2 separate regions of the Sus scrofa genome follow, and region 2 is linked to region 1. A link is a contact called in public HiChIP or PLAC-seq data. All regions are on one chromosome and are shown on one strand. Each heading gives the region's core, a stretch centred on a gene start, on an enhancer-like site or on the middle of the called end of the contact. The rest is flanking DNA. Distances are from core to core; before and after follow the strand shown. Region 1 holds the start of NATD1 (protein NATD1). Region 2 overlaps KCNJ12 (ATP-sensitive inward rectifier potassium channel 12).

Region 1 (4,456 bases), core at 823-3,322:
CGGGGGAGGGGAGGCTCAGACGACCCGTCTCCTGCCCTCTGCCCCCCACAGACACACCCAGACCAGGTTGCACCTGGCTGCACCGCCCCACCTTGCAGGCTGGAGAGGAGCTGCTCCTGGGCTTGGCTGGGGAGCCCAGTCCACTTTATCGTTAGCCAGCTGGGCAGCAGGCTCTGGAAGGGGGCGAGTTTAGAAAGATGGCTGGGCACGTCCAGCTCTGACCACAGCCAGTTCTGGAGGCGCTTCCTCCGGCTCTACTCATGTGGAAAACAAAGAAGGAAAACCCCAAACATCCCCTTCTTCTTCTGTCTCGGGGGGTGTGCAAGGCCCCCTGAGCCCCCCGAGGGAATCACAGGCCCCTCTGGAGCCTCAGAAAAGAGGATCTGAAAGGCCACGAGGCCCCTCTGCACAAGGGTAGCTAGGGCCCTGAGTGTCATGACCCGCTGGGCCACCGTCAGCGCCAGGGGTGGAAGGACTTGCCGGCCCGTGGCCTGGCACTGGTGACGCTGGGCACGTCACTCCTTCCCTGTTGCCCCAGCCCGGGTTTACTCTGAATGTGGGCAGGGGGTGCCAACATCATACGGATGTTCTAACAGAGGTGTGCGGGGCCTGGCTCAGGGCACAGCTCAGCCCAAACAGGGGTCTGAGCAGCGGCTCTGCTCCAGGGCCCAGACCCTGTCCACAGGCAGGTGGGAAGAGCCCAGGTTCAGGAGTCAGACCAGCGGGGCCCCTGTCCCCGCTCTGCCTCAGTCCACGGCCTGGCATCAGGAAGCCTCTCCCTTCTTTTCTCAGAAATGGGTACAGCGGCCTGGAAGAGCCCTTTCAGCTTGAACACTGCCACGCACAGGGGGCCTGGCTTGGAGGGGAAAAAAGTCGTTAAAGCAGAAGGGGGTTCAGCTCTCCATTTTATCTTTCTACTTTCCATCCCCAAACCTCTTGGGCAGAGGGCCTGTGAGTTAGTAGGGGATGGAAGCGTTCTTTACAGGAAACGAAGATTTTTGCTTTCTGGTTTAAAAAACAATGACCAGCCTGTGTTTACCTGCACTTACTCTGTGCCGCCAGGCACTGTTCTGAGCCTTCCTCCTACTGTGGCATCTCATCCTTAAAATCAGCCAGTAGTTGTGCCCTGGTGTTATTCCCACTGTAGACATGGAGACGCTGGGGCGCACAGAGATGAGGCAACTTGGCCAAAGTCTCAGAGCCGCTGGGGTCTGATGGCGACATCGCCCCCCTGCCTCCCTCCAGGGCAGAAGCCCCGCTGTCCGCCTCGGGTGCGCCCAGCGGATTCTTTCAACCCCCTCGGTGCAGAAAAGCTAAGGTTCCCAGGGGCAGCCAGCAGCCACTTAACACGGGGGAAGGGGAAGGTCGCGGCCCACCCGCTCCCAGGACCCAGGCAGCAGCCCGGAAAAGAGCCGGGCGGAGCAGGTGCGGGGTTCCCGGCGCCTGCCTCCGCCTCCCCGGAGCCCTGCCCGCCCCGGTTGCCCCGCGTGGGCGCGCCTCTCCCGGTAGCCCGCCCCCGCCAAGCCCAGGAGTGCGTCCCCGGCTTCGCAGCGCGCGCCGCGGTCGCGCGCGCAGACAAAAGGCGGGGCGGCGGGCCCCGCGTTACCGTTGAGCCTGACGGTGAACTGGCGGCGACGACGGTCGTGCTCCACGCGGATGGGGCAGCCCTGCTCCGGCGCGCCCGGCGGCACGGCGGCGGGCGACTGCGCCATGGGCGCTCGGACCCGGGCCGGGGGCGCGCGGCGGGCCGGGGAGCGCAGCGGGGCCGGGGGCCGGCTCTGCAGGAGGCGCGCGCGGACCCGCACCGGGAGGCCGACCGCAGGCGGCGGCTCAGAAACTGACACTCGGCGGCGGCGGCGGCAGCAACAAAAAGGGGGGAGCAGGAAATCAGCTGTGCGGTCACGTGCGGCGCGCGGCCAGTGGGCGCGCGGCCGCTCTGTTTTGATACATTCCGTTCGGCTCTTAAAGGCGCCGCGCGGCTCCCAGCCCCGCGCCTGGGCCCTTGGGCCTCTGGCGTCCGGGCCGCTTGAGACGGGGCCCCCGCCCCGCCACCCCCCAGCCCCGCGGCCGCTTCTCAAAAAGGTGTGAAGACCTACCGGGCAGTTCCCGCCGATCCCCTCGCAGCCACCGCTTATTAAGCGCTTGCTGTGTGCCCGAGCGCAGCCAAGCCCCGGAAGCTGCAGGAAGCGCTCCTTGGAGACTCGCCGAGACCCTGGGAAGTAGGTGCGCCTGACTGCCTTTCACCGAGAGGACAGTAGCCCGGGGCAGTGAGAGACCTGCGAGGGTCACACCACGCTGCGTCGGGATTACTCCCGGAACTATCGCTCGGGGTCGGGTGAAATGTCACCTCTCCGCCAGGGACGGAGTGAGGGAAGTGCCTCGAGCTCCCCGGATCCACTCGCAGAGGGGGAAATTGAGTCCCGAGAGCGCGAGGTTCTTGCGAGAGGTGGGAGCCCAGGCTTCTTTTCTGAAAGGAGTTTTGGCCCCCTCTCCACTTGTCACACCAAAAGCTGCCCCCGGAGTCGCATGACTCCAGGTGACTTTTTACTAGTCTGTTAATGCAGGTGCAAGCATGACGTCACTGCCTGGTGACCACCGCCTACCTCCAGATAAGTAACACTGCGTTCTCCTTTCCCGTCAGTACCCCACCCCTTGAGCTAACCACTCTCCTTCTCTAATTTGCTTTTCCTGGAACCTCGTGTGAAAAGCAGCTAGAGGAGTTCCCTGGTGGCACAGGGGCTTAAGGATCGAGCGTTGTCACTGCAGCGGCTCAAGTTGCTGCTGTGGAGAGTTTCAGTCCCTGACTTGGGAACTTCTGTATGCAGTGGGCGCAGCAAATAAATCAGTAAATAAATACTCCAGCAGATGCAGTGTGTGCTTTCAGGGTCCAGTTTCTTTTGTTGAACATTTTCTCTGTGAGATTAACTCACGCTGTTGGGAGACGTTGTTGGGAGTATCTTTTCCATCACAGAATCATATTCCATTGTGTGCATATTCCACGATTTATTTACATTTTGGGCAGAACCCGGGGCATGTGGAAGTTCCTGGGCCAGGGCTCAAACCCATGCCACAGCAGTGGCAATGCTGGATCCTTAACCTGCTTTGCAGCTTGGAAACGTCCTCCATCGTTTGTTTATCTGGCCACTGTTGATGGGCATTTGGGTGGTTTTTGGATTCTGACTGTTAGGAGTAAAACTTTGGTGGACATTCGTGAACATGCGTCTGCGAGGCTGCCTTGTACCAGTGAGTTTTATGAGGCATTGCCAGACCTTTCTCCGAAGAGCTTGGTCCGTTTTCCACTCCTGCCAACAGTTTTGAGAGTTATTCTTGGGGTCATCAGTCTTTTTGATTTTAGCTCCCCTGACGGTTATGAGGTGGTCGCGCTCTGGCTTTAACTTGCCTTTGCCTGAAGGCTGATGGCGTTAAACCTTGTGTGTCCCCTCCTTGACTGTTTCGTTATCTAGTTTTGCGAAGTGCCTGTGTAAGTATTTTGCCTGTTCATTTTTTTTATTGCCGTTCTTCTTATTGTTTGGTTTTGAGTCCTTCGTTTGGACATATTTCTGGAGAATATACTAGCCTAGCAGATTTTTTTTAAAAAAACAAGTGTGTTTGGGAGTTCCCGTTGTGGCGCAGTGGTTAATGAATCCGACTGGGAACCGGGATGTTGCAGGTTCGATCCCTGGCCTTGCTCAGTGGGTTAAGGATCCGGCGTTGCTGTGAGCTGTGGTGTGGGTCGCAGACACGGCTCAGATCCCACGTGGCTGTGGCTGTGGCTGTGGTGTAGGCCGGCGGCTATAGCTCCGATTCCACTCCTAGCCTGGGAAACTCCATATGCCGTGGGAGCCGCCCTAGAAATGGCAAATAAATAAATTAATTAAAACAAACAAACAAACAAACAAAAACCAGGTGTGTTTGGAAACCAAACAAGACTGAGGAGTGAGCCATCATACACAGGAGACAGGGCGGGCTCCTGGGCTCAGAAGGGGTCTTGCGGAGCTGAGTCAGGGCTGGCTGCAACCTTGAGCAAGATGTCACCTGGCGTGTGTGTCTCAGGTGACTTCTGTCTTTCCAAGGAACCTAAGTGGTGTGGGGAGCCAGAACAAGTTTCTGGAAATTCTGTTAACTGGCCGTGCTGTTTCCCACACTGGGCCTTTGCAACGTGCTGTTGCTGAAACATCCCCTCCCCTGAAAAGCCCTCGTGGAAGCTCCCAGCCAGCCTGGGTCCAGGGGAGACACCTGGAAGGGCCAAGTGCAGGCCAGGTCAGCGTAAGAGCCCAGGATCCTCCCTGGTGAGGACTCCCTTCTTGCACTCCTACTTTTAAATGTCTGTTAGCTGTAGTTCCTGTTGTGGCGCAGTGGTTAACGACTCCGACTAGGAACCATGAGGTTGTGGGTTCGATCCCTGGCCTCGCTCAGTGGGTTGAGGATCTGGCGTTGCTGTGGCTATGGCGTAGGC
Region 2 (4,456 bases), core at 1,264-3,763, 120 kb after region 1:
GAGCAGGTGGGCTGAGGCCTTGGCCTCGCTCCTGGAGCTGAGCTATAAAGGGGCCCTTGGGTCCCCCAGAAGGCCCACCTATTGTCCCGACTCCTGAGCTCAGGCCACGCCAGGGTGAACCCGGCCCCTCGGAGGTCTGTCAGGCCGCCTAGAGCATTTTCTGATTCCAAAATAAAGCCAGATTTACGAAACGAGGAGGAAAAGGGAAGCTAAGAAAACCGCTATCCCCATGCCCTCAGCAGGTCCCTGGGGACGGAGGCCAGGGGCCCAGGCATCACCCTGGGCTCAGCCTGCTCCGAAGAAAGCAGACGGCCCCTCTGTCTGGACGCAGAGGGACAGAGGCAGGACACCGGGGGCTGGGCTCAGCCCTGCAGCTCCTGTCTCCTCCTCTGTCAGAGACCCTTGGCCGCTTCGAACACCCTCAGGTCCGACACCAGGCGCCCAGCAGAACCAGTTCAGGTCCGGGGGGCTTGGGCAGCAGCACCGGGGCCGGACATCTTGGGGGCTGCGTAGAGGAGGCGTCCTTTGAGCTTGAAAGATGCGTGGCTTTAGGGGCGGCAGAGCCGGGCATTGGAGGGCGAGGGGCTCTGAGGCGTGGGCAGTCCTGAGACGTGGCTCACTGGGGACCGCGTGGTCGCGTGACCACGTGACCTCAGCAGGGCGCCAGCCCCAGCGCGCGCCTCATCCGGACTGTCCTTCTCTCTCGCTGACACTTAAGGACCTTTTATGCATCGAGTAATCAATCCTTTTTATAACAGACACGTATCGTTGGCCCTTTATTTTGCTTATAACGGGGTTTGATAAACAACCTCCCCAGTGTTTTTACGTGGGCAGATTTTCCAGCCTTTTCCAGGTGGCTCCTTGTCACTGTGTCCGAGGCCTTTTCTCTCCTGTGCACATGCTGGGCACTTAGAAAACGTCTGAGACTCGAATTAAGTTGAAGCTTGAAAAACTACAGCTGGGGTTCCCGTTGTGGCGCAGTGGAAACAAATCTGTCTAGGAACCACGAGGTCGCGGGTTCGATCCCTGGCCTCGTCCAGTGGGTGAAGGATCCGGCATTGCCATGAGCTGTGGTGTAGGTTGCAGACGCGGCTCCGATCCCGAGTGGCTGTGGCTGTGGTGTAGGCCGACAGCTGTAGCTCTGATTCGACCCCCAGCCAGGGGACCTCCATAGGCTGCGGGCGTGGCCCTAAAAAGCAAAACAAAAAGCCCCAAACCTACAGCTGGAAGAAAACTAGCCACCATGTGCCTCCGCTCTCTGGATCCCTCCCTCGGAGTTCCTTCCCACCGTGTCCGACGCTCACCCCTTCCTGCTTGGAGGGGAGGGTCGGTCCCCGACCACTCCGTGACCCCTCTTCAGTGTGAGTCGGGGGCTCAGGGATGCGACAGTGGGAGTGGCTGGGGGACCAGGAAATTTCCAGCGCCACGTGTTAACTTGATGAAACCCGGCAGAGAGAGAACATCATTGGTCTCAGCTGACAGATGAGGAAATGGGCTCAGAGAGGTTATATGACTTGCCCAGGGTCACCCAGCAAGGGACAGAGGCAAGACTTGAACCCAAGCCATCTAGCCCTGAGTTTATATTCTCAAACTATTCCCCGCCCCGCCCCCCGCCGTTGGGGTCAAGTCCAAGCTCATTGAAATGACATCCAGGGCCTCTCAGAGCCTCAGTTCCCCCCACATCAGCGCAACCTGCACTCGTGGGCACTCAGGACGCCTCCGCCCTCCCTGTCGTTAGGGTGACAGGGTGCCTGCCTCTCTCTACCCCCTCAGCCCCCAGTCCTTAGGACCGGAGTGTTGGGGCTGGAAGGACAGCCCCCTGTGCGCAGCCAGGAATAGGGAGGCGGAGAGCTGGGTGAGCCGTTGCCAGGGCCAGGCGCGAGGGCAGAGCTCACTGTGCCGTGCTCGGGCTCGGGCTCGGGCTCGGGCTGGGTGCTGTCCATGAGACCCTTACCCTCGACGGTCAGACACCCCCTGGGCTCCACGGCTCTGACTGTGGCCCTGACGACCCTGCTTGTTGTGGCTGCTGGTCCCTTTGCTGTCTGCCTGCTCGGCAGGGCGACCCTTGCAGGCAGGGGCTTTCTCCACTCCATCCACACGTCCCTGGACCCAGCTGAGGCCAGCGTGGAGCAGGCCCTCGGGAAAGGCCGACGGCGAGAGGGAGGCCCGGAGAGGGACAGGGCCCTGCCCCGGGTCCCACAGTGAGTTCCAGCAGAACTGGAGCCCCACGGAAACCCCTCCAGGTCCCACTTTCTCCTGGGACTCAAGCCCAGGAATGGGGCAGCGTCTGCAGTGGCCACTCTAGGAAAGGGTGCCCAGAGGCCTCTGGCCTCTGCTGCTCCCAGGGGCCTGGGGCCAAGGACACTCTGTCCCTCCTCCCCCCTCCCCCCGAAGGATGTTCTCAAGATAAAAATACCCTCGGAAACGCTCCCCAGTGCCTGGCCTGACCTGTCGTCCACTCAGGGGGCCAGAACTTCCTGCCCTGGCTTCACCCGGGGTCAGAGCCGGGACATCCGCCCTCCCGGGCACTTGGCACAGCCTGTCCCTGTGTCGGTCAGGGCCTCCAGCCCCAACCCCCAGGGCACAGAGTTTGAGGGCCCCGAGGGGTCGCGGTTGCTCGTGGTCAGGGTTGGCCTGATCTGCCAGCACTGACACCCCAAGCACAGAGGGACAGGGCGGCCAGGCCTCTGCCCGGTGGAGCCCAGGGCTCTCCTGCCTCGCTGCCTGTTACTCAGGCCGCACGGGAGGCCCAACTGTCCATCAGGCCGGAATCCTGAGCCGGTTGTGAGCTGCTGGGAGGACAGGCTCCTACCGAGCGTCTGCCGTGTGTGCCAGAGACCGGGGCGGGGCCTGGCTTCACCCCTTCACAGCCCCCCCCCCCGAGGTAGGAGGGGTCTGCCCATCAGCAGATGAGGAGCCTGAGGCCCAGGGACGTTCCCAGAGGGAGCTGGGGGTGACCAGGGCTTGAACGCAGGACCGGGGGCTGCAGGAAAGGCTGTCCTCGCTGAGAACGATGGTGGCAACAGAGCCACGCGGTGCAGGGCCTCTGCCCAGCGCCTCTCCCCCACCACACTGCAGTTCGGGGCCTCAGGGAGGGAAGGGCCTCGCCCTTGGCCGCTAGGATGGCGGGTGGCAGGGGCCCGGGGCTTCGCACACTTGCTGGCAGGCGGAGGACGTCTTGCTGGGAGGCTCAGGTCACCCCTGTGTCATGGGCAGACCTGCCCCCGCTCTAGACCACCCGGTCAAGGACTGTGACCACCAGCCAGGCTCGTGTTTGCGAACTTTAGAGGGTTGGGCCCGCGCTCGCGGGCTGCGGCGGCCACTGCAGGGCAGAGGGAGCCGTCGACAGGGCGTCCGTCGTCCTGGGGTTTGTCTCGGAGCTGCCCCTCACCCCGTGGCTTTGTGACCTCGGACAGGCCACTTCTCTGCTCTGAGCCTCCGTTTCCTCCTGCATAGAGAGGAGCTGGTTTTCCTTCCCTCCCGGGATTGGGCAAATCTGACCGGAATTACGGGTCCGGAGAAAAGCCCTTCCGCGAAGTTGGGAGTCAGGAAGGAGAGAGCCTGGGGCTGGTCCGGCAGCCGAGAGGAAGTGAGGAGGGCGGGCTGGCCACCTGCTCCCCCTCGGCTTCTCCGCTTCCCTGTGGCCCCGTGCCCCTCTCTGCTCAGTTCCAGGTCTAGGTGACTCAGGGCCAGTGACCTCACCTCTCTTGGCCTCAGTTCCTGTCTGTCCCTCGTGGGGGCGGGAAAAGTTGGAGTCACCAAAGCTGGGCGCCCAGCATGTGGGCCGGGCACCGTGCGTGTCCACTCCAGGGGAGGGCAAGAAGTCAGCGACCTGGTAGAGTTCCTGTCGTGGCTCAGTGGTAACAAACCCGACTAGTACCCATGAGGATGCGGGTTCGATCCCTGGCCTCGCTCAGTGGGTTAAGGATCCAGCGTTGTCATGATCCTTGGACCCCACGTTGCTATGGCTTGGACCCCACGTTGCTACGGCTGTGGATGTGGTGTAGACCAGCATCTGCCGCTTTGATTTGCCCCCTAGCCTGGGAACTTCATATGCTGCAGGTGCAGCCCTAAAAAGACAAAAAAAAAAAAAAAAAAAAAAAAAAAAAAGATATCAGCAACCTGGGAACAGGTCCTTGCCATGGAGTGTTCAGCTCTGTGAGGGGGTCTGGGGTGGACCCTCCCTTGGGTTTTTTGTTTTTTTGTCTTTTTTAGGGCCACACCTGCGGTGTATGGAGGTTCCTAGGCTAGGGATCGAATCCGAGCTGTGGCTGCCGTCCTACGCCGCAGTCACAGCAACACGGGATCTGAGCTGCGTCTTCAAACTACACCACAGCTCACGGCAGCACCAGGTCCTGAACCCACTAAGCAAGGCCAGGAATCAAACTCCGCCTCCTCATGGGTGCTAGTCGGGTTCATTAACCACCGAGCCACGGCGGGAACTGCCCCCCTCAGT

The links. HiChIP or PLAC-seq counts read pairs in DNA pulled down with a chosen protein or histone mark.
Region 2: an H3K27ac HiChIP or PLAC-seq map of skeletal muscle shows a contact between it and region 1. The contact joins the enhancer-like site here to the promoter of NATD1 in region 1. A contact is called at or near these places in 1 of 5 promoter capture datasets (liver), 4 of 47 Hi-C or Micro-C datasets (embryonic fibroblasts, mesenteric adipose tissue, retroperitoneal adipose tissue and 1 more) and 1 of 2 datasets of contacts at active chromatin or transcription factors (skeletal muscle).

What each region holds. Positions count from the first base shown.
Region 1 is chr12:61,374,963-61,379,418 of Sscrofa11.1, forward strand. NATD1 (protein NATD1) reads right to left here and starts at 2,073. Exons shown (of 3, transcript XM_021068053.1): 1 at 1,607-2,073. The coding sequence starts at 1,712.
Region 2 is chr12:61,492,433-61,496,888 of Sscrofa11.1, forward strand. All of the region lies in intron 1 of KCNJ12 (ATP-sensitive inward rectifier potassium channel 12), which reads left to right. Among named protein-coding and RNA genes, the nearest start is that of KCNJ12, 56 kb to the left of the region's middle. Within about 2 kb of position 2,514, at least 9 of the 83 cell types and tissues checked have an H3K27ac peak or open chromatin away from gene starts, as enhancers often do. A contact at or near this core is called in retroperitoneal adipose tissue and skeletal muscle, where this site is marked.